Regions from separate parts of the Sus scrofa genome. Here region 2 is linked to region 1. The links are chromatin contacts, called in public Hi-C maps. All regions are on one chromosome and are shown on one strand. The core of a region is the stretch at or near the end of the contact, and the rest is flanking DNA. Distances in the headings are between cores, read along the strand shown. Region 1 overlaps ACOX3 (peroxisomal acyl-coenzyme A oxidase 3). Region 2 has its middle 12 kb from the start of HTRA3.

Region 1 (5,379 bases), core at 1,330-3,829:
AAAGCCATCGGGGAGCAGAGTCACAAACCCACAAGAACAGAGGAAGGGTGCCCAGCGCCGGGGTTCGGAGGCTGTTCCTCCAGGCGGGGGCGGTCCTGGTTGGGGGGTGTGGGAAGGGCCGTGCCTGCCCCCCCTTAGGTGGAAATGGCAGCAGAGCAAAACGAGACCAGGCGTTGGCCAGTGTTTACTGGGAGGGGCCACAGGAAACAGCCTGGCCTCGTGGGCCACTGAGGGGCCATCGCATGCTCACCTCCTCCGAGACGGCACTGACGCCCCCAGAACAAGGTGCAGGGAACAGCTGGGCCAGGAGAGGAGTCGGAGCCCTCTACCCGGTGGCCCCGCCTCCCCGAGTCAGGACGAGGACCTGGATCCACACACGTCCTCCCAGCCCGTCACCTCCCAGCGCCTCCAGATCCAGGGGGCGGGAGGTGCGTTTACGAGCAACGGAAACGGTGTTCCTTCGGGGCTCAGCGGTGAATGAACCTGACTAGGAACCATGAGGTTGCAGGTTCAATCCCTGGCCTCGCTCAGTGGGTTAAGGATCTGGGGTGGCCGTGAGCTGTGGTGTAGGTCGCAGACGAGGCTCGGATCCTGCGCTGCTGTGGCTGTGCCTTGGATCGGATAGGCAGCTGTAGCTCCGACTTGACCCCTAGCCTGGGAACTTCCACACGCCACAGGTGCAGGCCTAAAAAGTGGGGGGGGGGGGAAGGACGGAAACAAGTGCTGGGTTTCTCATAAAGGCAACTGGCCACCGTGGAACACATGGTGTTTCGTCCCTGGTTTCACTTTAAGTAAGCCCGGCCGCGATGCGCCAACGCAGCCTCAGGTACACTTACGTGGAGCCCATGTGGAGACAGACGGGCGCTCGGGAAAGGAGCCCTCAGAGAGGCTGAGCTACAATCAGAAAGCCATTGTCCCCAGCACGGGAGAGCACTGACGGGCCTGTCACCATCGTGATACAATGCTGGGGGCTCTGACTCTCATCTTCCCATCAAAAGTCAAGCCTCCAGGAGTCCCCTGGTGGCCCACTGGGTTAAGGATCTGGCATCACTGCCTCAGCTCAGGTCCCTGCTGCGGCGCAGTTTGATCCCTGGCCCGGGGGACTTCTGCATGCTGTGGGTGTGGGGGAAAAAAAAGGGAAGCTTCAGCTGCAGTGCCGGATACGGCAGCCAAGACACGTGTGACAGTTTAATGGTAAAGAAAACTAAGACTCCTCAGTCACCCCGCCACGGTGCCCCTGCCAACAGCCCCTCCTCAGTCGCCCACCACGATGCCACTGCCAACAGCCCTGGAGGCCAGTGGTGGCCGCACGGGACAGCCCAGCCCCGTAGAAAGTCCCGGAGGCAGGGTGCCACCAGGACACAGCGTGGGGCTGGGCCGTCCGACTTTTTGGGGTAACCAAGTGAGGAGGATGCGATAAAAAAGTGAAATACCAGGAAATGGACCTAAGTTGGAGGCTGACTTGAAATGCTCGAATCATCCACAGCCCTGAGGGAGCAGAGAGTGAAAGTGTGCAGACGCTGGGACAGTCCCCGAAAGGGACCCTTCCTGAAATTTTTGACAAGAGCACATTCCCCTGTCACGTTCCCGTCTCCGCTCACCGTGGCGGGCCCAGGAGCGAGCAGGAAGCCAAGGCCAGGGAACACCAACGCGCAGGCGACACGGAGGAACAGACGAATAATCCCAGACGATGCGAGGGATGACAACTCACCTGGGCACACAGGGTCAGGATGGCGTTCTCCACCATTTTACCCGCTTGCTCCCCAGAAAAGTAGCCACCTGGAAGCAGAGCGTCAGTGACCCTGGGGTCTGGTCCCTCACCCCCAAATCACCCACAAACAGCAACATCCTGCAACAGCTTATCTGAAAAGGCCCATTTTGTGTGAAACTGTCTGGCTACCGCTGCCGGAGCCCCACTGAGCCCCCTTGGCTGCCCAGCCCCTTCCTGCCGCTTCACTGACACAGGCTGGGAGGTCAGGGCTGGGAGCTAGGGACGCAGAGGCCCCGGGGCCCAGGCGTAGGGAAGGGTGCCTGCGGGGCGCCCACAGTGGGGGGGGCTCGGCAGAGGCGGGGGGCGGGGCTCGGCAGAGGCGGGGGGCGTGGCTAGGCAGAGGTGGGGGCGGGCGGGGGCGGGGCTCCCTCCAGAGGAGGAGCCGGGACAGCAGGGCCCTGGGCGGCTGGGCTGGGGAGCAGCACGGAGCTACTTCCTCTGCCTGCCGGGAGCCCTCGGCAAACCAGCCCCAGGGCTACACGTGGGTTCTTGGCAAAGGGGAAGGGAAACAACTCCCCCACACAAGCCAGATACACACACCGGAAGTGGACAGATACACAGAAGAGCTGGCGTGGGAACACGTCATGGGGGCAGGAAGAAACTGTCTCAAAAGGCTTCTTGGGGGCTAATAAGTTAAACAAAGGTTCATTAAATAAAGACTGAGACACCAAGGCCTACCCTCTTCCCACTCATCTTCCAGGAATCGGCCTACTCATCACCTCCTCCAGGAAGCCCTCCCCCGGGGGCCCCCTGTCTGGGCACTGCTGGGGGGGCGCCCCGGCAGCCTGGGCTCAGCCCTCTGGGCGCCCTCCTGACACTGCTCAGAGGTCCCGGGTTCGACGGCCCGAGGCTCACTCGGCTCAGCAGCCGGGCCGGAAGGGGCGCCACGCCAGGAAGAGCAGAGCCTCCCGGGGAAAGGGCCGGGGGCTCACCGCGGTAGAGCAGGGCCGTGTGCTGGTTCAGGGACCACAGGGCGTAGAGGGCGCTGAGCCGCCGGAGCACCGGCTGCAGCGGGGGCGGCACGTGGGGCTGGTGCGTGAACTGGTGGAACATTCGCACGACCGTGAGCTCCAGGTACGCCAGGGCCAGGGAGCGGCAGTAGTACACCTTCAACAGAGCACAGGGGACCGTCACGGCGCCCCTCGGGGACACAGGCATCCAGACGCACCCAGGCCTGCGGGCCAGGGACTCCAAGCGAGGCAGGGACAGCACCCGAGGAAGCACAGGGGACGGCCTGCAGGAGAACACGCCCTGGCCGCAGCCACGCGGGACCGCAGGGCCCAGCCACCAGGCTCGGCTTCGACCCGTCTGGACGCGCGAGGTGGCCCGGCAGCAAGGGCACAGACAGAGCGGCTGGCGCCCCAGGGGGTGAGTAGGCACAAGGTCAGTTTTATTCTGCACCCCGTCCCCGAACAGGCGCTTGGGACGGCTCCCGTGACCCTGAAAGGGACGCCCCGCTCCCCACGTTTCTAGCAAAGCAGCGGTTCTCCCCGGCTCACTGCGCACCCGGAAACCAGAGGGAAGGGCTGAGCGGGCACCAAGAAGTGAGGCCGCTCCCGGCGGAGGCCTCGCGCGCGCCCGGATGCTGGCTCCGTCTGTGGGAGCAGGAAGCCGTCACGGATCTTTGGTCCCGATTTTTTCTTTGTTAACCAACATCCAAAACGCCTGCAGCCAGTCGCTGTGCTTGTCAGCTTTTCTTTCCCTGCCTCTGATTTTCCGCTTTGCCAGTTTCTCATTAGAACAGTTACATATGCAGGGCTGATCTGTTGCCATGAAAATGTGTGGCCTTTGAAACTAAAAAATAACCCAGGACGGTGGTGTCGGGGCCGGGGAGGGAGAAGCCCCATCCAGGGCCCCATGACTCTGCCCCAAAACACCAGCCAGAATCCGGAGAGCAGGGCCGGCGGGCGCCCCGGGGGAGGCAGGGAGGCCCCCCACCCAGGGGGTGCGTCTGATGGCAAGGCCTGCGCTGGACTTCCAGAGCAAACTCGGGCCCTCTGAGGCCTAGGCTCTCGGAGGGCCTGCCAGAGACCCTGCGGCCTCAGGAGAAAAGCCAGGGGGCAGGCTGCCTCCCAGCCTTGTGCCAGTCTGGCGGGTCCAATCCCAGACGCTGCTGGGCTTCTGATGCCACCAGGGCACCTGTCCTGTGTCCCTGCGCAAGGTCCTGCCTGGGGCCCTCAGAGCGGCCTCGCCCCCTCCCTCTCACACACACAGTGGTGTGTGTGCCCTTGGCTTTGGAGGGTGAGAGCCGGGGACAGGGGGGTCATGGGAGGAGGAAGGCAGGAGGGAGCACCCCCGGGCCAGGCTCTAAGCTGAGAGCCCTCAATGCGTCGCTTTGATCCCTGGACCCCAGGGATAAAACAAGTCACACAGCCGATAAGTCACACCCCAGACAGGCTGGCCCTGGTGTGCGCCCCGACCTACTCAACAGCAGCACGCCATCACGGCGAACCCTGGCGACACCCCCAGATGTGCTCAGGCGCTGCAGGCTCGGAACTGACACCACACTCTCCATACTCCTACTCTCTCCTTTTTAACCACAGGGACTTTTCAGGATTAAATCACACTGCCTTCATCTCCTTTTTCCAGGAAAGCAGCGCACATCCGTTTCGGCTACGGCATTAGCTGGTGCAGACCTGGCAAGGCAGCCCCGCCTGGGACAGCGCCATCACGACACGCACCTGCAGTCAGCTGAGCTCTGAACCACTGACCAGCAGCTCAGGCCTGGCCCTCAGAGTCAGGGGGCCGGCTTCCAAGCCCACCGGGCTTTTCCCAGCATGCGAGTGGGGGAAGCACTTCTGCCAAGCTGAGCTTCCTGGTCTGCGAAGTGGGAGTGGGGCGGTACCTGCTTCCTAGCAATGCTGTGAGGTGCATCGCACAGAGTGGCCCGTGTCCTGTGCCCGCCCGGGGCTCAAGGAGCCGCCCCAAGATGGAGGTGGCTGCGCAGCTCCTGCTCATCCCAGTTAAACTGGACACACGCAAAGCTGCCAGGTGTTCTGGGAGACGCAGGTGAGACCCGCAGACGCCTGTGGACACGGCCTCCTTCCTGGGCGCCTGAGGCAGCGGCTGGCTCAGCTCATCTGCATCTGACTGGGTGCCACAGGATGGGTGGACGATGGAGGTCCCGTCATGGCTCAGTGGTAAGGAACCCGACTAGGATCCATGAGGACGCAGGTTCGGTCCCTGGCCTCGCTCAGAGGGTTAAGGATCCTGTGTTTCCATGAGCTGTGGTGTAGGTCACAGATGTGGCTCGGATCCCACGTTGCTGTGGCTGTGGCATAGGCTGATGGCTACAGCTCCGGTTTGACCCCTAGCCTGGAAACCTCCATGTGCCACAGGCACGGCCCTAAAAAGACCAAAAAGAGGCAAGGGGGGGGGAATGGGCGGACAGTTCTCCTGACCCTGGTCAAGCCACCCAACCTGCTGTCTGAGAATCTGAAATAACAGCCATGGAGAACACGGTGTGAGGCCAGTGTGTCTGGGCCTGGAGAATCAGGTGGACCCAGGGTGACAGCCACACCAGGCCACAGGCAGGCGGGAAGGACGGCTGAGGGGAGACGTGGCAGGGTCAAGGTTCCAGGAGCCCCGGGCAGTGGTGGGCCTCCCAT
Region 2 (5,379 bases), core at 1,460-3,959, 82 kb before region 1:
GACCTTCCCTTCCCGGGCCTGCCGTGAAGCCCCGCCATCCTGCGGACGTCATAGAAATGGGTCCTCCTGCCTCCCCGAGCGCCAGAAGTCCAAGCAGAGCAGCCACAGGCCCCTGCGGAGGCTCAGGGGAGGGTCTTCCTGTCCCCTCCACTTTGGCGGGGTGGGGTGAGGGGTCCAGGTGTTCTTGGCCTGTGGCCCCATCACCCCGGTCTCTGCCTCCTCTGCATACGTCTCTTGCGGGTGCATTTATCTCAAGATTCTTATCCTAGGAGTTCCTGTCGTGGCTCAGTGGTTAACGAATCTGACTAGGAATCATAAGGTTGCGGGTTCGGTCCCTGCCCTTGCTCAGTGGGTTAACGATCCAGCGTTGCCGTGAGCTGTGGTGTAGGTCGCAGACGCGGCTTGGATCCCGAGTTGCTGTGGCTCTGGCGTAGGCTGGCAGCTACAGCTCCAATTAGCCCCCTAGCCTGGGAACCTCCCTATGCTGCGGGAGCGGCCCTAGAAAAGCAAAAAAAAAAAAAAATTCTTATCCTAATTGCACCAGAAAAGACCCTATTTCCAAATAATGAAACTCACAGTCACAGGCTCTGGGGGTTAAGACGTGGGCAGAGCTTTTTCGGGGCCACCATCCAACCGACTGTGAGGGGGTGGCTTTTAAAAATCTCTGCAAAATCTTGGCTACTTCCTAAATTATCCGTCACAATATTTTACTACCAGAAGCAATCCGTAGCAAGAATAACATGAATAAGAACTGAGTTGCATCGTGAGAACACTTCTTTTTCCCATTTGAAAGAGAGGCAGAAATAGAGAGAGGGCCCATCGCCTCCCTCCCGGCCCGGGGCCGTGGCTGAGGGCTGGACACCGCCTGAGTGAGCCCTGTGTCAGCTCGTTGGGGGCGACAGCATCAGCCAGGCATTTCCCGAGGGTGCAGGGACAGGGAGCCCAGGAGGATGGGGACCCAGTGGGGTGACGCAGGATGTTGAGGAGCTGCAGCCGGAAGGCCGTGAGCGAGGCTGACTGAGCCCTGTCTGGGTGGCACTGCGGGGACCACCACGCCGGTCACCCTTGGCCCTGATCTCGGAGAGACCGCCGTGCGTGATGGCTTGAAGCCAGATCTGAATTCTCTGCTCAGGAGGGGAACCTGGGCAGCCTGGGTGAAAACCAGGCCTCCTGGCGACTAGCCAGCTGGAGGCTAGAAGCAGAATTGCCCTGCTTCTTGCTCCCTGTCGAAAGCAAGAATGTTTCCAGGAGACAAACGAGTATAAAAACAGGTACAACGTTTGATGTTAGGGACAGGACAACACGTGGGGGAGCGCACGGAGACGCGGTCTGGTCATCTAAGGCAGAAGCAGGACAGGGACACACACCCCAAAGAGGAGGGCGGGTGCCGGCGTCCCCCGGGATGAGAAGCGTGCCAGGGAGGTGACTTAAACTGCTTTCACAGCACAGCTCTTCCGGGTCTTGGTTGTCCTTTGCCCAGTCATCTCGTTTCGTTTCTCACACCTGACCGGACCCAGGCCGCGCACTGTGGCCAAGACGGATGCCAGAGCAAAGGATGCTGGTAACAGAGGATGCTGGCGCCCCCTCCCTCTTGACCCCTAGGAGACTCTCTGCGCATGTGTAGTTGGGGAGGTCTCCTTGACCCGGGGACGAATTGAAATGGTCATTGTATTTTTCTGCTGCTCCAAGAGAGTTCAGCTCCTGCCATTAACTTCCTCCCTGATGTGTCAGGGAAGCGGGGCCCAACATACGCGGCCTGACAAGTCCCAGCCGGTCTCAGCCCCGGGGCCCACCTCCCTCCTGCCTCGGCCCCACTGGGTGAGGCCAGCCGGGTCACTCTCATTTCCGGGTGAGGAGATGGCCTCTCGGACAGTCAGATGGTGGCTCCAGGCGGGGGGCTGGTGAGCAGCAGGGCTGTGAAGAGGCATCAGGCCTCAAGGACACTTTCCAACGCAGACTCTGGCCAATGGAGACGGGAAACCTGCCCTCTTTGCCTGTCTTGGTGTATGCAGTGGTGCCCAATAAATGTTCCTGGCCCCCACCTCCTCGAGGGCAGGGCTCCTGTCTGCTTTGTTCCTGTGCATCCAGCGGCTGGCCTGAGGGGGTGGCCCTTGGGGTGGTGGCCGTAGGGCTGCCGTGCTCTGAGCTGCGAGTTGGCATTGCCACCGAGCCACTGGCTGGCTCTCCATTCAGGCAGGCTTCACGCCCTCCCTGGGTCTCAGCCTCCCACCTGCACGCCAGAGGCAGCTGCCTTCCGAGATCCTGCCAAGCTCTGCTTCTCTGGTCTGTGGGGACAAAGCGAAAAGCTAGCCTTTGTCCCCGGGAGGCTGGCCTTCTGGGAGCCAGAAACAGGACGATAGGGGCTGATGCTGGTCATGGGGTGAGGCCCTTTATTGTTGGTAAAGGAGATTTGGGGTTTTAAATTGTGGTCCAATAGCCGTAACGTAAAATGAAGCCTTTCAATCATTTTTAGGCGGAGGGTTCAGGGGATCAAGTACATACAAGATGCTGAGCCACTGCCACCCGCCTCGGTCCCCGGGCTGAAGGTCACTGCACGGAGCCTGGCAGGACCGGGAAGGAGAGGATTGGGGACTGGGGGGGCCCCAGGAGCTGGAGAGGAGGCGGCCTGAGCGGCACCCTGGGGAAGCTCCCTGGCCTGGCCCAGCACTGAGCTCCAGCCTTAGTGGGAAGGGGGAGGGGGGCAGGCAGGGCCATGCCTCCAGGGTGAGGTCACCCAGGACAGGAGCCCAAGTGCTGTGTCTGCACAAAGTCCGGGAGGGCTGGGGGTGACGGAGCTGGCCAGGGAGGGGCGGGCACTGGGGCCTCACAGGGGCAGGGAACCGCGGGCCGTGGGGTGGAAATTATAGCGGACCCGCCACACTGGGTGCTTAGGTTAAAGGGGCAGTGTGTCTGCCACTCGAAGTGGCCCAAAAGTGCTGAGCCCAGAAGTTCCCATTTGGCTTAGCGGTAATGAGCCCAACTAGTCTCCACGAGGATGTAGATTCGATCCCTGGCCTGGCTCAGGGGGTTAAGGATCCGGCATTGCCATGAGCTGTGGTGTAGGTCGCAGATGTGGCTTGGATCTGGAGTTGCTGCGGCTGTGGTGTAGGCCGGCAGCTGCAGCTCCGATTTGACCCCTAACCTGGGAACTCTCACATGCTACGGGTGTGGCCCTAAAAAGACAAAAAAAAAAAAAGTGCTGAAGCCCAACACTGGCACTGCTGGGACACAGCCCTGCTGGGCACTGTCCTCTCTCAGCCCTGCCTGGCGCCTCCACCCACACCCTCCAAGGACACATGGCAGCTCACCCCCAGCCCCCCGGCAGCCCTCACTGGCTTGGAATCTTTGACCTGAGCCCATCTCTCCCTCCCACGTTTCCTGCAGGGCCCCTGCCCACCCTCCGGCCACAGAGAGCCACCTGTGGGCTCCTCCACAGAGTGGGAAGTTCAGGGTATGCTGAGCGCCAGCTGGCGGGGACATGCCTGCCCCCAGGGCCGCCCAGCTGGTCTGAGAGGCAGGACCTGCACCCAGTCCCAGGCTGCCCAGCCCCAGCCCCAAACGCTCTGCCCAGCATCTGGTCCTGGGAGACAGCCAGCCCACCACTGCGCCTGTGCCCTGAGAGCAGGCACCACCTCTGCCCCTTGGCTCTCTCGCCCAACATACAACAGCCACCCAACAGCCCACAGGCAGAGCACCGCCAAGTAGGAATATGCAGGTGTGCGTGGGGGTGGGGGATCCCTGCCCATCAGCCCAGTGACACTCGTCTGCCCCAGAGAAGAGGTTGCCTGCCCAGCCCCCATCCTGCATCCCTGTGGCACAGCTGAGCTGGACTTGGATCTGTGTGGAGATGGAGGGGTGTCCCTGTGCCTAGCGCACAAGGGGACACAGGGGTCAGAGCTGCACGGCTGCACCTCACCCTCAACAGACCAGAGAAGGTGTGTGTGTGTGTGTGCACAGGAGACGGAGAGACAGAGAGAGAGATACACACAGAGACAGAGGGAGATAGAGACACAGAGCTAGACAGAAAAACAAAGAGATCCACAAAGAGACAGAGACAGAGAGACACTCAGAGAGAGACAGAGATAGACAGAGACAGGGAAACACAGAGAGATAGAGAGATACACACGGAGAGACATACGGAGACACACAGACAGAGACAGAGAGGAACAGAGACACAGAGAGAGACACACACACACAGAGAGACTCAGATTTGCAGGGACTTCCTGAAGAATGGACACTAAGATCTGAGCACCCCCCTCCCTGCCAAGGAGGGGGAGGAAACCCCGAGGACAAATGAAGTCAGCCTGTCGTCTCCAGGGTGAGGGACTCAGAACTGCTGCAGCCGGCACAGCACATGGCAGGACCAACGACGGACAAGGTGCTGTCCGTGGGCTGGGGGCGGGAGGGGAGAGGGTGCAGGTCCCTTCAGTGGGGAGAGCAGAGCCATCATAGCCTTAAATAAATGATGCTGGGACCATCGCACCCACACGCAGAGGAGTGAAGCTGGGTCCCTACCTCACACCATACACAAACGTTAGCCCCGAATGGGTCACAGATCTAAACCTACGAGCTAAAGCTACAACACGGAGAAGAAAATACAGGGATACATCTGTGGCCTTGGGTGAAGCAAAGACTTCTTAGACGTGTCTCCCAACGTGCAAACAGCAAAAGAAAAAATAGACAAATTGGACTCATCAAAATTAAGTTCTTGTACTTTGAAGGATACCTGTAAAAAGAGAACCCACAGAATGGGGGAAAATATTTGCAAATCGTATATTTGATAAACGGATTTTATCCAGAATATATAAAGAACTCTTACAACCCAATAATAAAACCAAGACATGTAACCCAATTGAAAAACAGGCAAAGGATCCGAATAGACATTTCTCCTAGGAAAGCATCCGAGTGGCCAATAAGTACAAGAAAAGATGCCCAGCACCACCAGCCATTAGGGGAACGCAAATCAAAGCCACAACGAGGAGTAACCTGGGGGCTCAGCAGGTTAAGGATCCGGTGTTGTCACTGCTGTAGCTCGGGTCACGGTTGTGGTGCAGGTTCGAACCCTGGCTGGGGAACTTCCACCCCCTCCCCCCAAAAAAAGAACTGTAAAAAATCACAATGAGATACCACCTCATACCTAATAAGACAATTACACTAATTTCTTGTAAGACAGAAAATAACGAGTATCGACGAGGATGTGGAGAGATGGAGCCGTACACGCACAGCTGGTGGGAACATGAACTGGTGCCGTCACTTTGGAAAAGAGTCTGGCAGTTTCTCAAATAATTGAACATAGGATGCCACATGACCCAGCAGTCCCATCCCCAGGTGGGTGTGCCAGAGAACTGTGCCCGTATGTCCACACAAAACTTACATAGG

The links. A called contact is a pair of places that touch in the nucleus more often than the background predicts.
Region 2: a Hi-C map of omental adipose tissue shows a contact between it and region 1, with 1.8 times the contacts expected there. The contact joins two enhancer-like sites. A contact is called at or near these places in 2 of 5 promoter capture datasets (fetal skeletal muscle and liver), 18 of 47 Hi-C or Micro-C datasets (alveolar macrophages, brain, embryonic fibroblasts and 9 more) and 1 of 2 datasets of contacts at active chromatin or transcription factors (skeletal muscle).

What each region holds. Positions count from the first base shown.
Region 1 is chr8:2,747,176-2,752,554 of Sscrofa11.1, reverse strand. ACOX3 (peroxisomal acyl-coenzyme A oxidase 3) reads right to left here. Exons shown (of 20, transcript XR_002346548.1): 15 at 2,704-2,878; 16 at 1,712-1,779; 17 at 1,434-1,548; 18 at 837-1,113. Among named protein-coding and RNA genes, the nearest start is that of ACOX3, 33 kb to the right of the region's middle. Within about 2 kb of position 2,579, at least 21 of the 83 cell types and tissues checked have an H3K27ac peak or open chromatin away from gene starts, as enhancers often do. A contact at or near this core is called in omental adipose tissue, where this site is marked.
Region 2 is chr8:2,829,386-2,834,764 of Sscrofa11.1, reverse strand. No RefSeq gene overlaps it. Among named protein-coding and RNA genes, the nearest start is that of HTRA3, 12 kb to the right of the region's middle. Within about 2 kb of position 2,709, at least 4 of the 83 cell types and tissues checked have an H3K27ac peak or open chromatin away from gene starts, as enhancers often do. A contact at or near this core is called in omental adipose tissue, where this site is marked.